Regions from separate parts of the Mus musculus genome. Here all the other regions are linked to region 2. A link is a contact called in public HiChIP or PLAC-seq data. All regions are on one chromosome and are shown on one strand. Each heading gives the region's core, a stretch centred on a gene start, on an enhancer-like site or on the middle of the called end of the contact. The rest is flanking DNA. Distances are from core to core; before and after follow the strand shown. Region 1 has its middle 17 kb from the start of Gm31534. Region 2 holds the start of Evx2 (even-skipped homeobox 2). Region 3 overlaps Gm31534 (a long non-coding RNA gene).

The links. HiChIP or PLAC-seq counts read pairs in DNA pulled down with a chosen protein or histone mark.
Region 1: an H3K4me3 HiChIP or PLAC-seq map of embryonic limb bud shows a contact between it and region 2, with 6 times the contacts expected there. The contact joins the enhancer-like site here to the promoter of Evx2 in region 2. A contact is called at or near these places in 10 of 39 promoter capture datasets (3T3-L1-derived adipocytes, the HPC-7 cell line, HPC-7-derived erythroid cells and 6 more), 2 of 484 Hi-C or Micro-C datasets (nephron progenitors and uterus), 8 of 115 datasets of contacts at active chromatin or transcription factors (craniofacial prominence, embryonic basal ganglia, embryonic hindbrain and 5 more) and 4 of 9 other capture datasets (embryonic stem cells, embryonic tail, embryonic trunk and 1 more).
Region 3: an H3K4me3 HiChIP or PLAC-seq map of embryonic forebrain shows a contact between it and region 2, with 5 times the contacts expected there. The contact joins the enhancer-like site here to the promoter of Evx2 in region 2. A contact is called at or near these places in 6 of 39 promoter capture datasets (the 3T3-L1 cell line, 3T3-L1-derived adipocytes, HPC-7-derived erythroid cells and 3 more), 1 of 15 datasets of contacts at CTCF or cohesin (pro-B cells), 3 of 484 Hi-C or Micro-C datasets (uterus and ventricular fibroblasts), 8 of 115 datasets of contacts at active chromatin or transcription factors (craniofacial prominence, embryonic forebrain, embryonic hindbrain and 5 more) and 2 of 9 other capture datasets (embryonic stem cells and embryonic tail).

The regions. Positions count from the first base shown.
Region 1 is chr2:74,187,217-74,191,012 of GRCm38.p6, forward strand. No RefSeq gene overlaps it. Among named protein-coding and RNA genes, the nearest start is that of Gm31534, 17 kb to the right of the region's middle. Within about 2 kb of position 1,680, at least 7 of the 459 cell types and tissues checked have an H3K27ac peak or open chromatin away from gene starts, as enhancers often do. A contact at or near this core is called in embryonic limb bud and nephron progenitors, where this site is marked.
Region 2 is chr2:74,658,270-74,662,161 of GRCm38.p6, forward strand. Evx2 (even-skipped homeobox 2) reads right to left here and starts at 1,288. Exons shown (of 3, transcript NM_007967.3): 1 at 724-1,288. The coding sequence starts at 1,150. It overlaps Gm31790 (a long non-coding RNA gene), which reads left to right and starts at 3,282. Exons shown (of 3, transcript XR_374674.2): 1 at 3,282-3,892.
Region 3 is chr2:74,208,000-74,211,951 of GRCm38.p6, forward strand. Gm31534 (a long non-coding RNA gene) reads left to right here. Exons shown (of 4, transcript XR_374671.3): 4 at 2,608-2,902. Among named protein-coding and RNA genes, the nearest start is that of Gm31534, 4.3 kb to the left of the region's middle. Within about 2 kb of position 2,427, at least 11 of the 459 cell types and tissues checked have an H3K27ac peak or open chromatin away from gene starts, as enhancers often do. A contact at or near this core is called in embryonic forebrain, where this site is marked.

The sequences.
Region 1 (3,796 bases), core at 430-2,929, 470 kb before region 2:
ATAAAGCCAAGTTCTTTGTTTTAAGTCATGAATTCTTCTAGAACCAGTCCCTCCATTTCCTGCCTTGCTTCGCTTAGTTGTCTATGTATGCTATAGGCATTGGGTGAATTATGAACATGCTCTGTTTAATCTTGCCTCATTGCTTTGCTTCTTCTATCCTCATCTAATAGATTTCCTGCATCTTTGTACATGACCTGGGATGCATTTGTCTGCATGTTACAGTGGGTAGGATTTCAGTGGCAGAGATGGTTTCTCTGTGATTCTCATATTTTTCTTCCAGACGTCAAAATGGCAACCAGGACTCAATGTGCAGTACCCTTGGGTGACCATGTATAAGGCAGGAAAAGGCTCACTCAGTACATGGATATAAATCAGGGATGGTGGCACACACCTTTAACACCAGCATTCAGGAGGCAGAGGCAGGTGGATCTCTGTAACTTCAAGGCCAGCCTGGTCTCTAGAGTGAGTTCTAGGGCATTTAGGGCTATTGCACAGAAAAATCCTGTCTTGAAAAAAATCATAAATCCCAAAAGTGTCCTGGCAGAGCTCCCTTCAGTACCATTAACCATACTCAGTCAGGTCACCACAAGCTTGCCTGAAGTGTCTGTCACAGGGCAGCTCAACACTGGCAGGCTTTAGATTGAGAGGTGGGACCTTTCAGGAAAGTTCAGGGATATGGAAGGGCAGGTATTGCCAGGAGGAACCCATGGAGGTCCCACATTTTTGCCTTTAGAAATACAGTACTTTCCTCCCAAACTTCTTTTAAGGACTTTTTTTTTTTTGGAACAATTACCTAACTGCAGCAGGCAGAAGTCAAACATCCCCTAGGTTTCTGTTTGCATCCCTCAAGGCTCGAAGTAAACTCCAGCCTTTTGTGCTGTTGCCTGTGCACGTGACTTCCTTCTCATATTGAATTATGTTTAAGAGCAGGGCGTCTTGCTCAGGCATCTTTATATAACCCGTCCCATCAAGTTGACTTAAAAAATCCTGCTGTAAGAATGATATTCTGGCATTTATTACTCTCATAACATTTGTTTGCCTGGTGCTGTTTCGAGCTTGCTCTCAGTATTTGTTTTAAGTGGCTATTAGCCAACAAAGGCTGCTTCACAATGAAGGGGGGGGGGGCGGGAGATTGGGTTTCTCAGGCTCCCTGGTGACTGCCCTCAAGCCAGTCATCTGTGGGAAGTGGACCCACCCCTCACACTCCTGCCTGCATCAGGCTCCATCCCTGTGATAATAAACTACTTGTCACATCTGACCACCTTTAATATATCTCGCAAAATATTTGGGGTTCTCTGGTTAGATGGGTAAGGCTGGCCTGGTTGGAATTCTGCTGCCCGCAGGGCTAATGAGAAAAGTCCCACCAGGGGTGGCTCTCTCCTACCAGGCCCCTTCAGGGAGGGTCAGCCAGGCAGAGAGGGTGCTATATCTTCTCTCTGCTCAGGGAGACATGGTTTCAAAAATCTGGCCCCCACAGGAAAACAAATGGGAACAGGTGGGAGGGGGTGGCACTTGGACTGAGCAGACTTATTAAAAAACCAGTAATAACAATAATTTTCAAAGCATTATTTATTTGTGAGTGAAAGGATGCGGTATTTATTGGCCTGAAGTGCCAGAGGGTGGTTGCTTTCCACTGTGTTTCTGTTGTGGATCACAGCCCACCTAGAGTGTTATTTGGTAGCAACCTTCAGGCAGAGAGAGGAGAGAGAGATTCTTGGTGTGCTTGGCCTAGTGAGTGCTGGCTTGGCAGACACAACCCGTGAGAATTGTGCCTTCCCTGTTGTTTATAGACAGGAGAGAATGAACTGTGAGTGAGTGTGTGTGTGTGTGTGTGTGTGTGTGTGTGTGTGTGTGTTTGCAGGTGGGGGGGATGTAGCTGTTTGGTAAGATGAAATAAAATCAAAAAGAGTTGGGGTCATGGTTCCTATTTCCCTTTAGAATAGATGTGGTTTGTTGACAAATTCTAAGCTCCTGTGACTCAGTCAAGAGGAAATGAATTGGAAAACTTGAAATGGCTGAATTGACTCTTTGAACGTGAGGAGGTCTCAGAAAGCTGTGATTGTGTTTGCATCTCTGAAGAGCCCTCTGAAAGGTGTTGTCCTTTGAGGAGCTTCCCTTCTGAGGTGGGCAACTCCAGAACACACCGCTGTTCACAGTCCACACACTGGTTGTTCCCTGTCATCTCCAGGCCTTGCTGTGCCAGGATGGGTCCTCGTAGGAAAATGAGGATTTGATTGGTACCGTGTTTTGGCCCACTTACTAGGGCGATGCAAGGATAGGGTTTGCTGGGTAGACTCTGGGAACTTAGTTGAACCAAAGGAAACTGAGTAACTCAAGTGCACCCTGGGATGAGGCCAGTATCAGAAATGCCCCAAATATACCAATCACAGGCTGATGAATATGTATGAGCTCTGATGTAGACTACACTTGTGTCATCCAAGGGCAGACTTAGACCAGCCCTCTGAGATTGTGGTGACTTAGTTTGCAGGTGAGGTTGAGAAGGTTAAATTCTGATTTTTGAACATTTTTGTAAGATGTACGTATGTTTAAGGAGGGCAGCTAGCTGACCTCTAATTAGCTATGTAGCAAGGATAACTTTAAACTCCTGCTTTTCTTGCCTCCACTTCCAAGTATTGGAATCACAATCATGAGCTACCACACCCAACAATTATTGGACTTTAATGTACCTCAGAACCACCAGAAAGATTTGTTAAAATAAAAATTGTTGATGTTCTTTCCAGCTTATCATCCAATGGGGGTCTTGTATATTCCATGTTGAGCTAAAATACCAGTTCTTCCTGAGTCCCCAGCCTGCCAACTTCTACCCTGGAGGGACAGTGTCACCCTCCAGAGTCATCAGTTTGCCCACTTGCCCCTTGGGTCAGGTTCTCACCAAGTGATACTAACACTGCCATTCAGGGGCCATGTTTGTGAGCCACCGTGTCAGACCAGGGATACGCACAAGGCCTTCCTCACTAAGTTCTCCAAACCAGATCCTGCCACATGAAAGTCTTCTGTTTATTGAAACATGCATCTAATTTGATATGGACGGGAGATGAATAAGACATGGCTCAATTTTTTTTCAAGGATGGAAAAATCCAACGTGCAAATAAATAATGGCACTAGGGTATGATAAGTGTTCACAGAAAGTTCAGAGAAGACTAAACGAGAAAGCAACAAGGCTTTCCATGATGCAGAGAGTATCTGTAGTCTCTGTTGTAAGAAGATGTGGGCAGAAGAGGAGCTATTCAAGGGACCAAAGCTCAGAAAGAGTGCCCTGCCCTTCCTCGTGAGTGCACCTCAGCTTTTGTTTGGGCCTGGTTTCCAGCTCTGCCTCTGGCTCCATCACTCTGGTTGGTGTTTGTTCTTATTCCTGTCCTTTAATAACCGGCTCCTTTTCTGCCCGCCTGATCCCTCTCACCTGGTACACTTGGGCCAGTCCTTGAGGCAGCGGGAGGAATGCTTGCTGGACTCTTTCCTCCTCAATTGTTCTGGAGACTGAAAGAGGCTCCTGAACTTTACAACCAGTGAAAACTGTCGCCAGCTTCACAATTCTGGCCAACGTGTCTATGCTTTGAAGTCTGGTCCCTGCCTTTTACAATTCTATTTTTAAAATGTATTAAAGATGTTTAAACGTGGCAGAGACTTCCAATAAAAGCCGTGGGGCCTGAGAATCAGGATGCTGGTCTCAATTTAAAGTGCCTGTTAAATAATAGGATACCCATGTAAAACGGGCTCTGAAGCACTGACTCCATAGCTCTCGTGGAAAGCAAGCTCACTCACCAGTGTCCTGATA
Region 2 (3,892 bases), core at 38-2,537:
TTCCAATAATTAGAAAATTACCACTCGGTAGGAAAATTTGCTGGGGAAGAATGCCTACCTTGGAACCAGTTTAAGAAGCTGTGGGTTTGACAGTCTAGGAACCATAGGGCAGCTCTTTATGCGGCTTCCAATCTTTCTTTGACAGCCTTTGGGGTTAAAATATCTTAGGATTTTCAAAGCATTTGCAGCTCAAGCTCAAGCCAGTAAAGGGAAGGAGGCGCCCACTTTTCAAACTCTTTTCTGTCCGCTGACTTAAGCGGTTGAGCAGAGGTGCGAGGCCAGACTCTCTGTCTCAGACTTATCCAGAGGAGTGTCCCCTCTACCCGGCCCTGGGGGCTCCAGAAGCAACTGAGTTCGGAGCTCCTGTCCAGGGCACCCTTCCCAAAAAGCAACTAAGCCACCCGGGCTAGCAGCGCTGTGTCGCCTCGCCCCAGCTCTTACGCCCCAGCTCTTAGATCGGCAAGCGAAACATTTGCTTCGATTCAGGCAGGAGCCTGGGCGCTTGGGCCTGGCTCCCTAGGCTCCACAGGCCCGGGCTGTGCTGGGATGCTCAAAGAACAGAGCCAGAGGGACCAGTTTTTAGTATGCATCCCTCCCCTGCCCCTGCCAGCTCTGTGAAGCACTTTAGTTAAGAGTCAGAGACCCGCTAAGGTGTGGAAAGGGCTGGCCAGGCCCTCGAGAGAGCCCAGAGGATGAGGCTGGAGTCTGCGGGTACCCGGTTACCTTTGGCATTGTTTTCCTTGAGCGGTGCAGCGCCCAGGCCGCTGGGGGAGCGCAGTGCGGAGCAGCCCACCTCCACGTCGCTGCTCATGTCGGCCTCGGCGGCCGCTTCGGAATAATGACTAGGCTTCTTGCGGCTCTCGGTAGCGGAGGCAATTTCGGAGGAGACGGTGCTTTCGCTGCTCGGGTGCTGCAGGTTGAACAAAGTGTCTATTTCGAATTTGCCTTTGGCGGGGAGGTCTCCCAGAGCTCCGTGCAGCGGGGCGGACGGCAGGCGCGGACTGAGGCGAGCCGGGTGCTGCGAATTTTCCAGGGCCTCGAGCACAGCACCGCCAGCTGAATCGGACAAACTGGAGAACCTCTTGCCAGCAGTAGGGCTGTGGAGCCCTCTTTCCATCAGAATCATCTCTTTTCTTATTCTTTCCATCATCTCAGCTTTCTAAAAAATGTCACAGTGGCCTGGCTGTCCCGTCTTAATGATGGGCTGCGCCCAGGGCTGATTCTCATTCAGCCCCAGCAAGCGGCTCTAAATATTATTATCTCTTTTGGAGGGAGGCGGAAAAAATTGTGGGATGCCAGAGCGAGGGAATGACTGGTCAAAATGACCCATACATCCTTCCGAGTCGGAGATGTCATTCATCAAAAAGTAGCGCCCGCTCGTCATTAAGGTACGAATGACGCCGTTCGAATAATCATTTATTGTAACAGGTTTATAAGCAAATAAATACACGCTCCTGTCAGTGGGTAATGAAGGCGACTTCAGAGCAGACAAATAGATCCAGGTAGGAGACGAGAAGACACGAGAAGTGAGGAAGAAGGCTCCGGTCCTTTGCCCGCTCCCAGCCAGTTCTGCTCGCCCGGGGGTTTGGCCTCGGGGGTGAAATTGACAGTCTGATTAATAGAGCACGCCGCGGCGCATTTCCCCCTTCATTTAGGGGCATCATTACGCTCTCAGTTTGCTGGGTTGCCCCTTAGGTCCTAATCATGCAGCGCCTTCCTCATTTCTCCACGAACACAGATACGTGTTAAATAATAGATAATGCTTTGATTTTTCCAGGGTAGATTCTTGAGAAGTTTTTGTTTTGTTTTGTTTTGTTTTGTTTTGCCTTAACATTTACAAGCTGGGGGCGTAAGGGGGGCGGGTAAAGGGGAGGATACAGGAAGAGTTGCGTAAGAAGACCTCGCGCCCACTCCTGTCAGGATTACTTATCTTTCTGTTTTAAGAACCAAATATTAATAATGAGTATTTTATTTAACAAATAGAATTCTGAGTTCTTTCTCTCTCCTTACTTTTTCCTCTCAGTCTTGATTCTCCCCTCCAACACACACACACACACAGAGAGAGAGAGAGAGAGAGAGAGAGAGAGAGAGAGAGAGAGAGAGAGAGAATATATCTTGTAGACTTTTGAAAATGCTTTCTTGCTACGTGGCTGAGGAGGTACACAGGACCCGTGCCGTGCCTCCAAGTGGAAATCATTACATCTTCTCTTATTTTCTACCACTGCTTGCAGGCTAACTTCTGAACTCGAAGACCTTAGATTTTTTGTTTTATAATCCTCTGATGGATAAGCTTCTCACCCTCGCATTCTCCCTTAGGGGAAATAAACTAGACTGGAGGATCTGATAGTAGAAATTGACAGCTAACTTTAAACACAATCATGATTTACCGTACCATAGCTCCCCATCACAGAACCCACTTTTTAAAATTGCCGGCTTTCTCCCACCCTTCTCAAATAGAGGAATTCGTGGTGAAGTAACTGGGTTTTGGGGGTCAAAGTGGAGGGAATGGAATCTCCTGCTGCCTCCCTTCCTTTCCCACTTTGTTCTTCTTCCACTTCTCCATCCTCCCCCTCCTCCACCCTAGGCCCTTACCTGTGGCCCCCGGTGTTCCTGGTGCTGACTGGGGGCACAGAGAGTCTCCAACCAGCCTTGCCTCTTCTCCTTCCCGCCTGAGGCTGGAGGCTGAGCCTCTTGGCGATAACTTTGATAGTCATAATGACGCCGGTGGCAACCATTTTAAGGAAGATCAATCTTCACTCAAATGCGCTCATCTCCTCCCGCGCTTGCGCCCCACCCTGCCCGACTCAGATGCGTCGTGCCAGTTTGCCCGCCTGCTGCCCCAGAAGCAGAGCTTTGTCCGCACTGGCGAGGTCCACGGAAGACAGGGACAGGACACAGTGGTCTAGCGCGTGAGCTTCCGAAGCAGCCTAGAGAGCCTGGCAGTCTTGATGCTGGTTTTGCATCCCGGTCACAGGACTAACTGAGACCCTAACCCGGGCCCCCCTCCTTCCCGCCTTGAGACACACCCAGCATATTGGGGTGTGTTAGGGGGTAAACCTCTGATCTAATTGCCCATCTGTCTGTTGGCGCTTTCTTTTTAACCTTGGACCCGTTGGGGGCGCGTCAAGAATGTAAGGGGAGGTGAGGTGTGAAATATATTTATATACATGTGTATACATATATAGTCAATGCCAAAAGTTTTTCACCTCTTCCCCTTAGCGCCAACTTATTTCTACAGGCAAGCTTGCTGGAAAAAAAAAAAAAAAAAAAAAAAAAAAACAATCCCACCTCTTTAAAGTTGTAAGTGGAAAATTGCATAGGCTCGCAGGCTTAGGAGAATTGTCTGGTGGGCGATGACCTCCATTTGAGAATTTGACCCAGCATCCACCTTTGCCCCTGTCCCAGTGGCTATTCTACCCTAGTGGTCATTCAGTTCCTGGCACTTGCATTGTCCTCAAGCAGGATTTTGGCTACCTCTCTTCGCTAATCACACGTCCAGCTCTGCGGGCGCCCCCAACTGCTTCTCAGCCAGGACGCCCAGCTCCACCGGTCCAGGCAGTCTGGGCCCCAGTGTCTCTGGGAGGATCCTGCTACCTAATCCTTCTCTACCCAAGGGACTAGAAGAGAATCTTTGGTCTAGGCTAGGCTCCATGGGGGGCCAAGACCCTGGCAGCAAGTGGTCGCTCAGCCTGGGCGGAAATCCGCCGATGCCTTTATTGCTGTCATTTGGCGCCCCCATCTGTTTTCCTCGCGGTTTCAGCAGCTGTGAGCTGCTTTTCTGTCGCAGAAACCTCAGTGGCCTAGGAAGATTTCTTACCTTCTTCTACGACCCACCGCCTCTGGTTCCAAAAGCTGGCCAAGTACGACTCCACTCTACTGAAAATGAAAAAAA
Region 3 (3,952 bases), core at 1,177-3,676, 450 kb before region 2:
ATCTTTTAAAATAAAAATCTTGGCATATCAGGAAATGTTTCCAATCTAAGAAATGGAGCTAAGATTGGCCTTGGCTTTTGAAGTAAAGAGAGAAGCAGATGTCAAGATTAGAGAGTTAATAGAAATTAAGGACACAAACTCTGCTTATTACTCTAATGTTTGATGTATTGTTCATAAGCATAATGAACTGAAAGATATAGCCCCGATTTCTACTGTAGAATGACCTGGCTTGAAATCATTTTCCAAACTATGTTTCCTAAGATTTCTTTCAATCCAAGAAAGAATGTCCACATAAGTTCTCATTGACCCACGGGGTGACTTTGTCTAGTAGATGTGACTAAGATGTGACATACCATTATTGTAGCGTCTTAGTCCTTTACAGACAATTGGATTCTATCTCAGGACACGTGAACCGAGGACACTGGGGCATGTAGTGTAAATGTATCTACGAATCTCTCACCTATCATTTTAGCATGATTTTAAAATAGTCTTAGATCTTTGTGACAGAGAAAACTCTGGGACATTTTATAAAGTCAGTGGATATAATCAATATCATTCTGGGTACTACAAGAAAACCAAACCTTTGCAATTGCTCATTTTAAAAAACAATATCAGCCCAACCATCTGTTCCCCAAAGCCTCCATTCAAGTGCTCGGTGATCTCATGCTGCCAAATCCTTACTCTTCCCTGAACCAAAAACAGACGCTCAGACTTTCTGAAAGAGAATGTTGAAATAATTCTAAAAGCCCTAGATCAATATCTTTTCACAAACTTTAACATTTATAAGCATTTTAATTTATTTCCCAACAAAAATTATGGCTTACCCACCTTGAAAATATGCATTATGTTCTTAGCACAACTGCATACAGTGGCCTCTTAAAGGGATATAACAATTTTCAACAAAGCCTGTTATGCATATAACATTTAATTCTGATGCTACTTACCATTCATTTATTTATATTTAAGCATCAGAATCATATGTCATGGTAAGTTTCAATAATTCTTTGCTTTAGAAAGTCAATAATGACTTTAGCATGCTCATTGACTTTTTTTTTTGTTTAAATTCCTAATTTAAACTACCCTAACATTTTTTTTCTTAATTAAAAGTAGCATTTTGTTTTGTTTTGTTTTGTTTTACTTTAAACAAAAATTCCCTTTCCAGGTAAAAAGTTGACTGCTAGTCTTTGGTCTGGAGGTAAATTTTACAGCTCTTTTAAACCCATGGACGTGGGTTTCATATTAGAAGTGCTGACACAGCCTTACCCACTAGGTATCGGCATGAACCATATCGCTGTAATAAGCAGTTATTATGTATGTGTAAAAATAATGAGAGGCCATGTCTGAAGAGAGTTAATGTAAAATGCTAAGCAATTATAGTTGGTTACACAGTACAGGTTAATATTCCTTCATATAGCAGGACTGGGTTTTTTTTTTCTTTTGTCCTCCAAAACTAATGAAAAATTTGAGACCTGACTGTAATGATAAGCAGAGATTCACACGTCCTTTGTGTCAAGGCTGTTGCATTAATGCTCTCCCTTCATATAACATTTTGCATAGCCTAAAGCATCTATTAAAATCCTTTGTAAAATTCATGAAACAAAAGTGGTGGGTTGAGTCTAGGGGGAGAGAAAGTAAGCTGCTTATTAGCAAAAAGTCAAAAACACAGAGCCAATTACAGATCTGCACATGGAGGGCTAAGGAACAGCACAGGGAGTAATTCTTTCTTCAGCCCAATGGGCTCAAGCCAGGGGCAGGCCGGATGGAGATAGAGCAACACTGTGAGCGGTAATTAAACAGAAATGTTTGGAGTTAGGAAACATCTCTGTCACAACAGAAGAAAATACTCAACTGAAAAAACTGGTCTGGTCTCACCAAGATGCTAAATTGGAAGGATTTAGGGGTTGCTCCCTAAAGGAGAGACTGGGAGTAGTGGAGAGGAATGGGGGGCTCAGGAGATATGTAAAGAATCCGTTTGGTATTTCAAATGCTCTAAATTAGCTTTTTAAAAAGAGAGAAAGAGAGAGGGAGAGAGAGAGAGCAAGAGAGAGAGCAGGAGAGAGACAGTGAGACTTCCTCCTGAAGCAGCAACAGAAAACTGAATAAACCACAATAAGATTGCCCTTTTTCTGTTATAAACCTGGCATTAAGCCTGTCATGTTCAATGACAGCCTACCGGGCCTCATGCTTTACCCTTTGGAATTTGAAAGATTGGCAGGTGTCATGATTTCCTTAACATAAAAGACCTTGCAGATAATGTGCGCTGTGCACGCTTATTCTCTATAACGCCTCTTGTTCCGTTTGGGTCTCATCGGGTGAGCTCGCCACTCGCCACTCGGGCTGCAGGATCTGGTGCTGCCCAGAAATGGATCTGGCCTGAGGACAGTGTTTACTGCTGGAGAAGCTTGTGGTAGAGGCTGTACTTTTATGATTCTCCTTAGCAGTCTAAACATGTCCCACATTTACAATAATGAGCTGCTTTGTAGAGAGGGGCCTCTCTGAGAGCATTGTTACTTTTCTTTGAAATGTTGAATGCAAACAGAATGGCTCTCCTCTGACTTAAGGCTACAAACCGAGTCCCATTTAAACAATAATCCCCTCTCTTTGCAGCCTCCTACCAGAGCCAGATCCTTTCAGTAACTCCAAAGGGGAAAATGTGGTTAACATTAAGAGAGAGAAACAACCTCTCATGGAAAGCTGATGGCACCTCCAGTGGCACCGCACCTGTCGGCCACCACCCAACCTCACTTGAAAACAGAGTCTCTCTTCAAGAGACTGTTGCCAGAAGAGAAATCTGACATTTTCCCTCCAACCCAAACAGTTGTGGGCTGGGCACTCACCACTCAATAAAATGTTTTAAACTAAAATTTCAATAAAACTAATCTCACAGATTTTTATTTATTTTTGACAGAAAAATTAAACAAAACTAGAGACTATTGCGATAATTCCACATATATTCATCATGTGCCTTGAACAAACACCATGCTCACAGTCTAGAGTCATGAGCGTCTGCTGCGCAGATGTGCAGGTGGGAAGAAAACCCTTGCTGCCATTTAGGTCATCGCACATGTAAACATTGCAGTGGCTAGCTCCAAACCATAATACTTTGGCTGTTTTTGTTTGTTTGTTTGTTTGTTTGTTCTTAATAACTCAAGGAAAGATTTTGAGCTTCAGAACTTTGGTGGCTTCTCCCCATAAGCTGCAGTCAGCAGAGCAATACCGTCAGCCCACATATTAGAAATGTCACAGGATTGCTTCAAGGGAGTGCGTTCTCACACGTGTCACAGAGACTTGGGAGACTGGGTTTTCCTCCCAGAGTCACACTCCTATCAGTTACAAACCTGTACTCTGGGCATTTAGATCAATGATCTATTTCAGCAGGCTTACAAAAGTACGTCTCCACACCTAGCATGTCCTAATCACTACAGCGGCACAGGAAACCAGGTAGGACCAAGCAAGGAAAGGAAGACAGAGAAAATTGATCCCCTTCTCCTCCTGGCCTCTACCCTTCTGTTGAACACTTTACGGAAATGTTGTTCAATTTTATTTCATATCGGTGCTACATATTATATATGCAGCAACTTTTTCATTTTCAACTTTGATATCACTACTGTTTATTTAATTGCCATGAAATATTTGCTACTTAGAAATAAACTATGAAGTGCTAAAACTCATTGATAAAGAATACTAAACATTGCAAAAAGAAATAGCCAGACCCCATTTAAAAAATATTTTGGTCAGTTTTGTTTTGTTTTGTTTTGTTTTGTTTTGTTTTGTTTTGTTTTGTTGAGACAGGGTCTCCCTGTGTAATAGTCATGGCTGTGCTGGAACTCACTATGTAGACATGCTGGCCTTAACTCACAGAGATCTGCCTGTCTGTCTCTGGAGTGCTTCCAGTCCCCATTTTTATAAGTAAGTTATAAACAATGAATTCTTTACAAAAAGTTCTACACAG